Regions from separate parts of the Zea mays genome. Here region 2 is linked to region 1. The links are chromatin contacts, called in public Hi-C maps. All regions are on one chromosome and are shown on one strand. Each heading gives the region's core, a stretch centred on a gene start, on an enhancer-like site or on the middle of the called end of the contact. The rest is flanking DNA. Distances are from core to core; before and after follow the strand shown. Region 1 holds the start of LOC100272751. Region 2 holds the start of LOC103629382 (RING/FYVE/PHD zinc finger superfamily protein).

Region 1 (4,886 bases), core at 803-3,302:
GGCGCACGCAAAACGTGTCAAAGGCTGTTAAAAGAAGAGCACAACAAGTCATGCTAAAAGCAACGAAACGACAATACATGTTAATTAACAATGTTTAGAAAACCAAAAAGGAATGTTTGACCAAGATACATACTGACTCCCATATTTTCCCTTTGATATTGTTTTGTCCTTCTTCCTCGTAGCCACCATCATGGTAAACCCAGAAGTGAGTATCACGGGGGCATTGGACTTTTGCAATCTGCATGAAAGACAGTAAATATGTGATCGGTTTGGTTAGAGGAGTGAAACAGAACTACAATGTACATTCAGTAGCAACTCTCAATCATCATATTCTTGGAAAACCAATGGTAAGGAACAATTGACACCTTTAGAATTCTCAGTTCAATCTTTGTAATTTCCCGCCCGTTAATGAAAACCTGAGCGGTGCCGTTACTAGCATCAGGCTGAAGCTTTCCGTTAAAGTTGAGGTTAGTGCTAATGATGCTGTCTGGCTTTTCACCTTCCTACGAGTATATGTCAGCAGAAACATAACGTTATCAGCAGCTGGAGAAGCTGAGGTTGCATGAAACCGGTTTTCTCAAACCGACAAGAATTACCTTTCCCCACAATCCTGACTCCTTATCATACCAATATCTTCCAGGCTTGAGGTTCCCAGGAGGTCGTTGGCAGCTAAGCAAATCGGTCATCTCCTCGTCGTCAAGAGGGAAACCATTGACCAGGAGCTGCTCAGGCCGGAGCTGGTTCGCCTGGCACTCCTTCTCGACCTTGAGGATCTGCCTGACCTCCAGGGGGCCGAGCAGGCGAGACAGTATCCTAGAGCCCTTCCCGAGCCTGGAGCGCTTGGCCTCGTCGATGGGCTGGCCAATGCAGGTGACACACTTGCGGCCCTCGGGCATGGAGCCCATGGCGCGGAGCAGGCAGTGGCCGCAGTAGCGCGCGTCGCAGACGATGCACGACTCCTTGCTCTCCCACTTGCTCTTCCCGCAGCGGCGGCAGCAGGTCCGCCCTTTCCTCTCGGCCGGCCTCGTCACCGCGACGTGCTGCTCGGCGGACGCCGCGTCGTGTCCGCCGTCCATCTCGCTGCTCTCGTACCTGCCGCCGCTGTCCTCCTCCGGCACCCCGAACGTGACCACCTGAGGTCGCCTCCCCTCCGGCACTGCAGGCCTCGAGGCCTTCGTGGAGCGGGAGCCGGAGCTGCCGGCGTCGTCCTCCTCGTCATCGGAGGAATCCGACGGCGTCATCCTCGCGGCACGGCGATCAGCAGCACCAGCCCGGGACGCTGCCGGCGGGTTGGCACGGGCACGGGCCGCAGCAGGGCCGACGACGGGCGCGACGGGCACGACGCCGCTGCCGAGCCCCAGGGGCCCCGAGGCCGGCTCGGCGGTGGGTATGGCGGGGACGCAGACGGGCTGGATCCGCGGGAGCTCGTACGACACGTCCGGCCCGTTGTACGTCAGCGCGAAGGAGTAGTCCATGTCGGGCAGCGGCTCCGGGATGGTGGTCCCCGGCGGGAACATCCGGCGCACCATGTCCTCCCAGTCGCCCCGGCCCGCCGCCATGCCTGCCCGGTGTAGCAGCAATCCGTCGAGCACCTTGCGCGCGGGCGACTAGTCCGTCCCGGTGCAGATAGATATTTTCCACCCGCGGCAGCAGGCGTAGAGACGGCGGGGAATTCAATTCCCGACCCACCCCTGGGTGGAGTGGAGTGAACGGAGTGGCCTCGACGACGACCGGTCCAACGAGAGGCAGGCTGGGTCAGAGAGAAGAAATGCAACCCCTCCACTGGCACTAGCGGCGGTCGTGGCCAGCCAACCAGCAACCGCAACCGGCGGTGCTGGTGCAGGCCCGGGCGGGGCCCCCCAACGACTCCCGCTCGGCGGCTCGGGTCAGTCAGTCAGCAACGAACAACACATCTTTGCACTGGGCAGCGTGGGAACTGCCGTTCTCCGCCCCGCCCGCATTATCTTATCAAACCGACGCTGGACTTGCAGGAAAGGAAAGGCGCTACAACTTTCCTCTGGGCAGTTTGTTTGACCGGGGAATGGAATGGGGATGGATGGACGTGGACGGACGGACGCAGAGTGGGAAAACGGATGAAGAAGGACGAGGACACGCAGGAGGAGGAAGACCACGACTGCACTGGCCGCTGGCGGTGGAGGTGGGACCGGTCGAGCAACGGCAGGCCGCGCGTGAATGATGAGTTGCTTGCGTCAGAGCACCACCAACCATCGTACCCTGCCACCACGGCCCACCGGGCCCCTGGCGTGAGTGGGAACCGGGTGGGTGTTGGGCCCGCCGCGTCAGAAGCACCAACCGAGCCATGGTTCACGGGCTGCGGGCTGCGGGCTGCGGGCTGCGGCGGCCGACGGGACCGGTGTGAGCAGGCGACCACGAAGGGGCCCACCCGTCGGTGGCTGCCTGCCCCCGCTCGTCAACAACTACCCCGAAAGCCGCCAAGCGGCTGCTGCGCAAGGTGCGAAAGGCACCTTCCCTGCCCGATTGGCGATTTAAGTGGTGGGGGAGGGAAGGCCGATGGTCAGTGAAAGAGAGGTAGGTGGCCGGACGGTGGTGGCATCGCCAATTCAACTCCGCATCTGAATCGGCACTCGGCAGCGCGCCAGCTCCATAGGTGAGGCTTCGGATCCCGATCTCCGCACCCTGTCCGATTCCAGCTCCGTCCTCCCCGGATTTCAGTTCCACCGCGTTGAGGTTTTCTTTTTTTGTCTCCTTTGGGTCCTCTTGTTCCCGAAGCATGGGGACTGGGGGTTGAATTCGTGTAGAGATCCAGATGATTGCGCTGCTAGCTCCGATCGCCGATTTTACTCTGCTGCCTGCCGGTCCAGATCCATGGAAGCAAGTCGATGAACTTAGAGGGCTTCCGCTCTGGATTTTCTTTGAAAATAAGTTAGAGTCCTGTCAAACACCTCTTTTCTCTGCCAAACGATCTACAAAATGGCTTTAGCTTAGAAAACTGTTTAGTTAGAAAACTGTTTAGCTTAGAAAACTGTTTACTCGGCCAGGGGACAGAGAGACGCATTACCTTGCCTTCTTGCTCTTTTCGCCTCTAGCGGTGCTGTGTATTCAGTTACTTCGTCTCAAAGAAATTCAGTTGGTTTCATCCTATACACCTATATGTAGCCGGCCCTGTGACTCGCAGGGCAGCGTATGATCTTTGATCCTCGGCTTATGTATTCACCTCATCGGCCGCTTAACCTTGGTACATGAAAATAGATTTTGTTTCCAGGGTCCTGCTCGGCTTATGTATGAAATAGATTTTTTTTTCTCAGTGTAGGAGGAGATGGCGCTCACAAGAATCGGTCTTGCTGGCCTTGCGGTCATGGGGCAGAACCTTGCCCTCAACATTGCAGAGAAAGGGTTCCCCATCTCTGTGTACAACAGGACAACCTCCAAGGTGGACGAGACCGTGCAGCGTGCCAAGGCAGAAGGAAACCTTCCCGTCTACGGCTTCCATGACCCCGCGTCCTTTGTGAAGTCCATTCAGAAGCCACGGGTGGTGATCATGCTCGTCAAGGCCGGCGCGCCAGTTGACCAGACCATCGCGACGCTCGCAGCTCACTTGGAGCAGGGCGACTGCATCATCGATGGGGGGAACGAGTGGTACGAGAACACGGAGAGGAGGGAGAAGGCCATGGAGGAGCGCGGCCTCCTGTATCTTGGCATGGGTGTCTCTGGAGGAGAGGAGGGTGCCCGCAACGGCCCGTCCTTGATGCCCGGAGGCTCGTTCGAGGCTTACAAGTACGTCGAAGACATTGTCCTCAAGGTGGCTGCTCAGGTCCCTGACAGTGGCCCGTGTGTCACGTACATTGGCAAAGGTGGATCGGGCAACTTTGTCAAGATGGTTCACAACGGAATCGAGTATGGCGATATGCAGCTGATTTCCGAGGCATACGACGTTCTCAAGTCGGTCGGTAAGCTCACCAACAGTGAGCTGCACCAGGTGTTCTCCGAGTGGAACAAGGGCGAGCTCCTGAGCTTCTTGATCGAGATCACGGCCGACATCTTTGGCATCAAGGACGAGCATGGCGATGGCTACCTGGTGGACAAGGTCCTTGACAAGACCGGGATGAAAGGGACAGGGAAGTGGACGGTGCAGCAGGCCGCCGAGCTGTCGGTGGCCGCTCCTACGATCGAGGCGTCCTTGGACTCGAGGTTCCTGAGCGGGCTGAAGGACGAGCGGGTGGAGGCCTCCAAGATCTTCCAGGGTGACTACTACTCCACCGGCTCGCCGGTGGACAAGGCGCAGCTGGTGGAGGACGTGAGGCAGGCCCTGTACGCGTCCAAGATCTGCAGCTACGCGCAGGGCATGAACATCATCAAGGCCAAGAGCGCGGAGAAAGGCTGGGGGCTCAACCTCGGCGAGCTGGCCAGGATCTGGAAGGGCGGGTGCATCATCCGCGCCATCTTCCTGGACCGCATCAAGAAGGCCTACGACAGGAACCCGGGCCTCGCCAGCCTGCTCGTAGACCCCGAGTTCGCGCAGGAGATCATGGACAGGCAGGCGGCGTGGCGCAGGGTGGTGTGCCTCGCCATCAACAACGGCGTCAGCACCCCGGGAATGTCCGCTAGCCTGGCCTACTTCGACTCCTACCGCAGGGACAGGCTGCCTGCCAACCTGGTGCAGGCCCAGAGGGACTACTTCGGGGCTCACACCTACGAGAGGGTCGACATGCCTGGCTCTTTCCACACCGAGTGGTTCAAGATTGCGCGCAACATCTCCAACAACTGATGAGCTGCTCAACGGATGGCATGCCCGGTGTTGACTACTCCAGTCGGTAATGAGATTTCCTGCAGGAACTTGTCTATTGATCTTTGTAAGTTAATTATTTATATGAATAAAATAAGAGCAGACATGCTTGTGTTTGGGC
Region 2 (4,979 bases), core at 1,154-3,653, 550 kb before region 1:
CTGCGCAGGTATAGGTTTTTTTGGCTTCAGTAGCCGAAGAAGCCTCGCCGACAAACTCGGGCACTGTGGCCGGCTCAATATAGCGTGGCCGGTGTGTAAGAACCTTCATCTTTTTTCTCTTCGGCGTTGGCTCACTAGGAGCGGCCGAAGCAACTTCCTTCACAGAAGCTGTACCTTTTCTTTTTTGACCCCGTATTGGGTAACAGTAGTCAGGATAGACAAATCCGATAGCATCGAAAACTCTGTTCAGCCTCTTCTTTTTCCGGCCTCCGAAGGCCGCTGATAGCGCAATATCTTCTGCCTTTGAGTACGGTCCGAGCACTTCATCACTTGTAGTTTCAACACATTTCAACCAATCGTCGTCTGGCTCGATAAATTGGTCTACGAACTTGAAGGTATATTTTAGTCTAACCAGACCACCTTCGTGTGGGTTGCTGATGGTTTCCTTCGGTATTTCCCAGTTAGCTACCAATGGCCATATCTTGTAGGCCACGTGCTCTTGAACTAAATCTCTTGTCCCGATGAAAGAGCAGACTACGCGGAAGGCCCTCTGGCATTCTTCGGCTGCTTCATCCATTTCCACCTTCGGTTTCCGGAGTCCGAAACGCTGCCAGATAGGGCACATGATGATATCTTTAATATCTTCTCGTGCCTTCAAATCGTTTTTCACATAAAACCATTTCTTCATCCAGTCTCCGGGCCATCTCTTTCGAAAGGTTGGCACGGGACAGCTTGACCCAGATCGAGCACCGAAGCTATAGCAGCCAAAATTGTTATGATATTGCTCTTTACCCCAGGGTTTCGTCTCATATAATAGCTCATGCATATTGCAGAAACTTTTTGCATTTGGCTCCAAACCTTGGCTCTTCACGGCCCATACGAAGATTCCCATCCTTATGATTGCTTCGAGAGTAATTTGATGTAGGCAGATTTCAAATATCTTCAAAACTTCAACCACGAAACTGCTTAGAGGAAACCGAAGCCCAGCCTTGAAGAAGCTTCAGAAGATCACGACTTCATTTTCCTTGGGAGTAGGACAAGTTTTCTCTCCTTCGTCAGCCCTCACAATAGACAAATCCCAAAAATATTTACCCCTCATATTGACAAGATGACTTTGTTTAATGGTTGATTTTCCAAAAACTGCATGGCTTGGCCGCCAGGGTCGATCTTCCGAGTCTCCCCCCACTTTCCGCATCAAAACTATCACTATCACCAATATCTTCAGATAAACCTTCCAAAATTTCCCTTGTAATATTTTCTGTATTTGTCTTTGATATTGATTCAAGAAAGCCAAGATTCTTCTCCTCAAGAAGGCTCAGCTTTGTTTTAGCAACAGCTTTCTTATCTTCAGACATCTTCGGAAATGCTAAAAACCGCTTTTGAAGCCGAAGCTTAAAAAACTTACAAATTAAGCAAGTCTTGTTGCGCAAGAGTTAAAAACTGAGTAAGCAAGAGCAGATGGCAAAGAAAACGTACCAAATGACATTGCGGTGTGCTCTTATTTATACGTCTGGTGCATTGAGAATAGGAGGGCCCCGCCTGCCATTGACTGTTGCTATCCTAGCAAGAGGAAGGTGTTTTTTCGGACCTTCGGCTTAGGGTATTTGTCCATATCGCAATCTGAATTTATTATCCTAACAAATTAATATTGCGAGGGGCTACTTGTTGGGGGCCTTCGGCTTCCGAAGGTCCTCAAAAACGTGATTTGACAATATCTCTGTAGTATAATACATGAGCAGGTACCTTCGGACATGGACCCTTCGGACAAGTCAAAATTGCTGTATGAAAAAACACAAAGAGAACGAAGGATGGAATAGAGCCGAAGCTGTGCGCAAGGAAGCTTCGGTATGATGGCAGAAAAGAGGAAAAGACTATTTAGACCCCGATAGATTACTTTAGAGTTATTATCAAAAGCAAAGGGCTTGGATGTAATTTTATATGGGCTGCGACCCGTACCTATAAATAGGTGAACAATACTCCCGTACTGTTCACGCTGACTGAGCATTTGCTTTTGCGTCACACTTGTACTTTTACCTTCTTTCAAGTCAAATATGTATTTGTAATCCGATATCATTTCTATTTTTCCATAGCAATAAAATAGAAATGGGTTGATAATAATACATAACTGTTTATGTTATCTTTTATATTCCATGTAATTCCTTCTTCATTATGATATGTAATGTTTATGAAGGTATGTCATCCATAACTTTTGTCCGGAAATCATTATATCCCAAGTGAAATAATGCTTCGAATGACGAATGACTTTAACGTTTAACATTTTCTATGTTGGCTTGTTCTTAACTTTTAGTATTTGAGAACAAGTCCCAACAGTATAGAGTATAGAAATAGAAATAGAAGAGATAAATAGATTAAAATTAGGCCATAAAACCAAATACCGCTACGACGATAAAAACTTTGCAAATAAATTCGTGATGAAAAAACCGGCCCACCACAAGGCCCGCGCATCCCCTTCCGCTGATTCTCCCCTTCCATCCGCTGCATTCCTCCCACATTCCACCGCACCCACACGTTTCTTTACCCTAACCCCGACAGCCGCCGCCGTTTCTTCATCTTCCTCGCAGCGCCGGCGCTCCATCTTCCGCTCCCTCCCCGACTCGCGATCGGCACGCAGGCGACGTCGGGGCAGTCTCGGACTCGGCGGCGGCGTCAGCGGCTCCCCCTCCCGCCCTCGCCAGTCGCTTCCGGTCCTCCGCACACCAACCGGCGACTCTGCGTGCGCGCCTCCTGCTTCCGGTGGACCGTCGACGGCGCCCGGGCCCCGGTGGCCGGCGGGCAGCGAGAGCCAGCAGCCTGGTAACGACTGAGAGATATAATTTTTGGAACCCTGATAACAACTATGAGATTGCATTTCATGACATTCACATGGAACTAATCCAGCTGTGTATGTATTGATTTTAATAGCACTGAATTTAAATGATTTGTTTTTTGTCTTCTGAATAACATTTTTTGTTATATTGATCATTAAAACTTAAAGGATATACTGTATGATTTTAATAAGTTCAAACTGTAAGCCTGAGAGATGGCCTGGCTTGAATGGGGGGTTGATCATAGAAGTCAGGGCAATAAGTATTCAGGAATTCGGTCATACTTCTGTTTTTTGTTACGAAAAAAGGAGGGGAAAGTCAGTGCCGAATGCATGGTATAAAAGTAAGTTTGATTTTCCACCATAACTGCAGTTGGTGAGTACATAATGAAACCACTGTTGTAGTGTACTAGTGTCACATAGTTCTCTGTACCTTTTTCTGGAAGTAATGTTTGCTATTGATCTAAAATGTAGAATATCTTCAACTATTTTTAGTTGGATAGTATGATTAAAATGAATAGTAAAAATCTGATATATTAATCATGTGTGTATACCAAAACTTGATGCAGGTATTGTGTAGATCTAAATTACATATCATTGTTGAATCTGTGTTGCGTCATACTGGTGTCTGAATTTACCCTTGATTTGTTCTATAGTATAGTTACTACCACCATCCCAAAATGAACATCACTCTACCTTTGTCTTAAGTCAAACTATTTTTAAGTTTTAGCAAACTTATAGAGAAGATTATCAACATTTATGATACCAAATATATACATCATGAGAATATATTTTATGATGAATCCAACGACACTTGTTCAGCAATATGAATAACTTTTATATAAATTGTCCAACCTGAAGTAGTTTGATTTTGGACAAAATTAGGGTGCCATTCTCTTTGGGACTGAGGATGTACTAATATATTGCACTTAATATTCTGTGTATATGTTTACATGCTTGTGTATGGACTGCCAGGTTTTTCTTTTCCTATTTCTGTTATTTCCATGTTATTACTTGTCAGAAACTTTGAACCAAGTATTTCTTATTTACCTGTTGTTTAATGTGTTGAAATTTAAAGGCAGTTTTCCTCATTGGAAAGGAAGGACAATCAGAGCCAAGAGTTTCTTCATAAACCTGAATAAAAGGACATGCGATGTATGTTATCTTCCCTTTTCATCTTATTTGCATCTTAGGTTTTTATATCACTTCACAACCATAATACGTGATGCCGTTAATGCTTATATATATGTTTTCACTTGTTTAGTACGGAATACAGACAGGGCACCGCGTAGCTCAGGTCGTCGCAATAATGTTCTTTCATGGATCTCTGAAGTTAAAGACACATCTAATGTGGGCGTAAGAAAGAAAAGGGGGAGAAGAGCACCTCCATCTGCTAAAAGATTGCGTGATAAAAGGGTGGATAAGGCGATTGAAAGTGATGGTGCTGTTGACAGTGACAGCGATGATACAGATGGACAGGTTGACAAGAATCAGCCTAGTGCACACATTGAGGAACATGTTGATGGGAGAACTGGTGATGACTTAGCAACAGCAGGCCACTCAGGCAATTCTTCCAATGGTCCATCCTCAGCTTCAGAAGAACAGGACCATTCAACAAACTCTAAAGACAAGCTCCAAAAAGCTAGCTCTCAAAACACAAAGAAGGTTTTTGGAAACTCAACAAACGGCAAGCAAGGTGCATCTAATTTGGAACAGGAATGTGCAAATGAAGATGGGTCTCATGTGCTAGTTGCTGCTGTGTACAAGGATATTGATAATGAAAGAAGCTCTCAAAAGATTAGGGATGATGTGAGTTTCTTGCTCTTTGTTCTGGTGTTTTTCGTTTTATTTATGATTACATGTATTGTCTATATGAAGAACGCCAATCTTTATCATTGAGAAGTTAATATGCATCTTTAAGTGATTTGTTTGCATTTTATGCGAACATATGATGCATGGGAAATTGAACCCTCTGTTTGTATTAACCACATAGTTTGTTGTAAATGGTTTATATTCAGCAGGTATCAGATGCACAACTGGATACAGCTTCATCTGATGACAAAAGTTCAGAAGAAGTCGAAGACGTGAGTGAGAACCTTAATTTCTGTTTTTTATTTTATGGTTTCTCGACCTCAATTGGTTGCTTTTTGATTGG

Evidence for each region. Hi-C and Micro-C count contacts between places; a contact is called where the count stands out from the background.
Region 2: a Hi-C map of ear shows a contact between it and region 1, with 3 times the contacts expected there. The contact joins the promoter of LOC103629382 here to the promoter of LOC100272751 in region 1. A contact is called at or near these places in 3 of 25 Hi-C or Micro-C datasets (ear, leaf and tassel).

What each region holds. Positions count from the first base shown.
Region 1 is chr6:67,035,515-67,040,400 of Zm-B73-REFERENCE-NAM-5.0, reverse strand. LOC100272751 reads right to left here and starts at 2,052. Exons shown (of 9, transcript NM_001360110.1): 1 at 597-2,052; 2 at 366-503; 3 at 134-238; 4 at 1-24. The coding sequence starts at 1,559. It overlaps LOC541700 (6-phosphogluconate dehydrogenase 2), which reads left to right and starts at 2,479. Exons shown (of 2, transcript NM_001279373.2): 1 at 2,479-2,629; 2 at 3,288-4,886. The coding sequence starts at 3,299. The coding sequence ends at 4,747.
Region 2 is chr6:67,583,820-67,588,798 of Zm-B73-REFERENCE-NAM-5.0, reverse strand. LOC103629382 (RING/FYVE/PHD zinc finger superfamily protein) reads left to right here and starts at 2,403. Exons shown (of 13, transcript XM_008650520.4): 1 at 2,403-2,814; 2 at 3,903-3,979; 3 at 4,089-4,633; 4 at 4,843-4,908. The coding sequence starts at 3,973.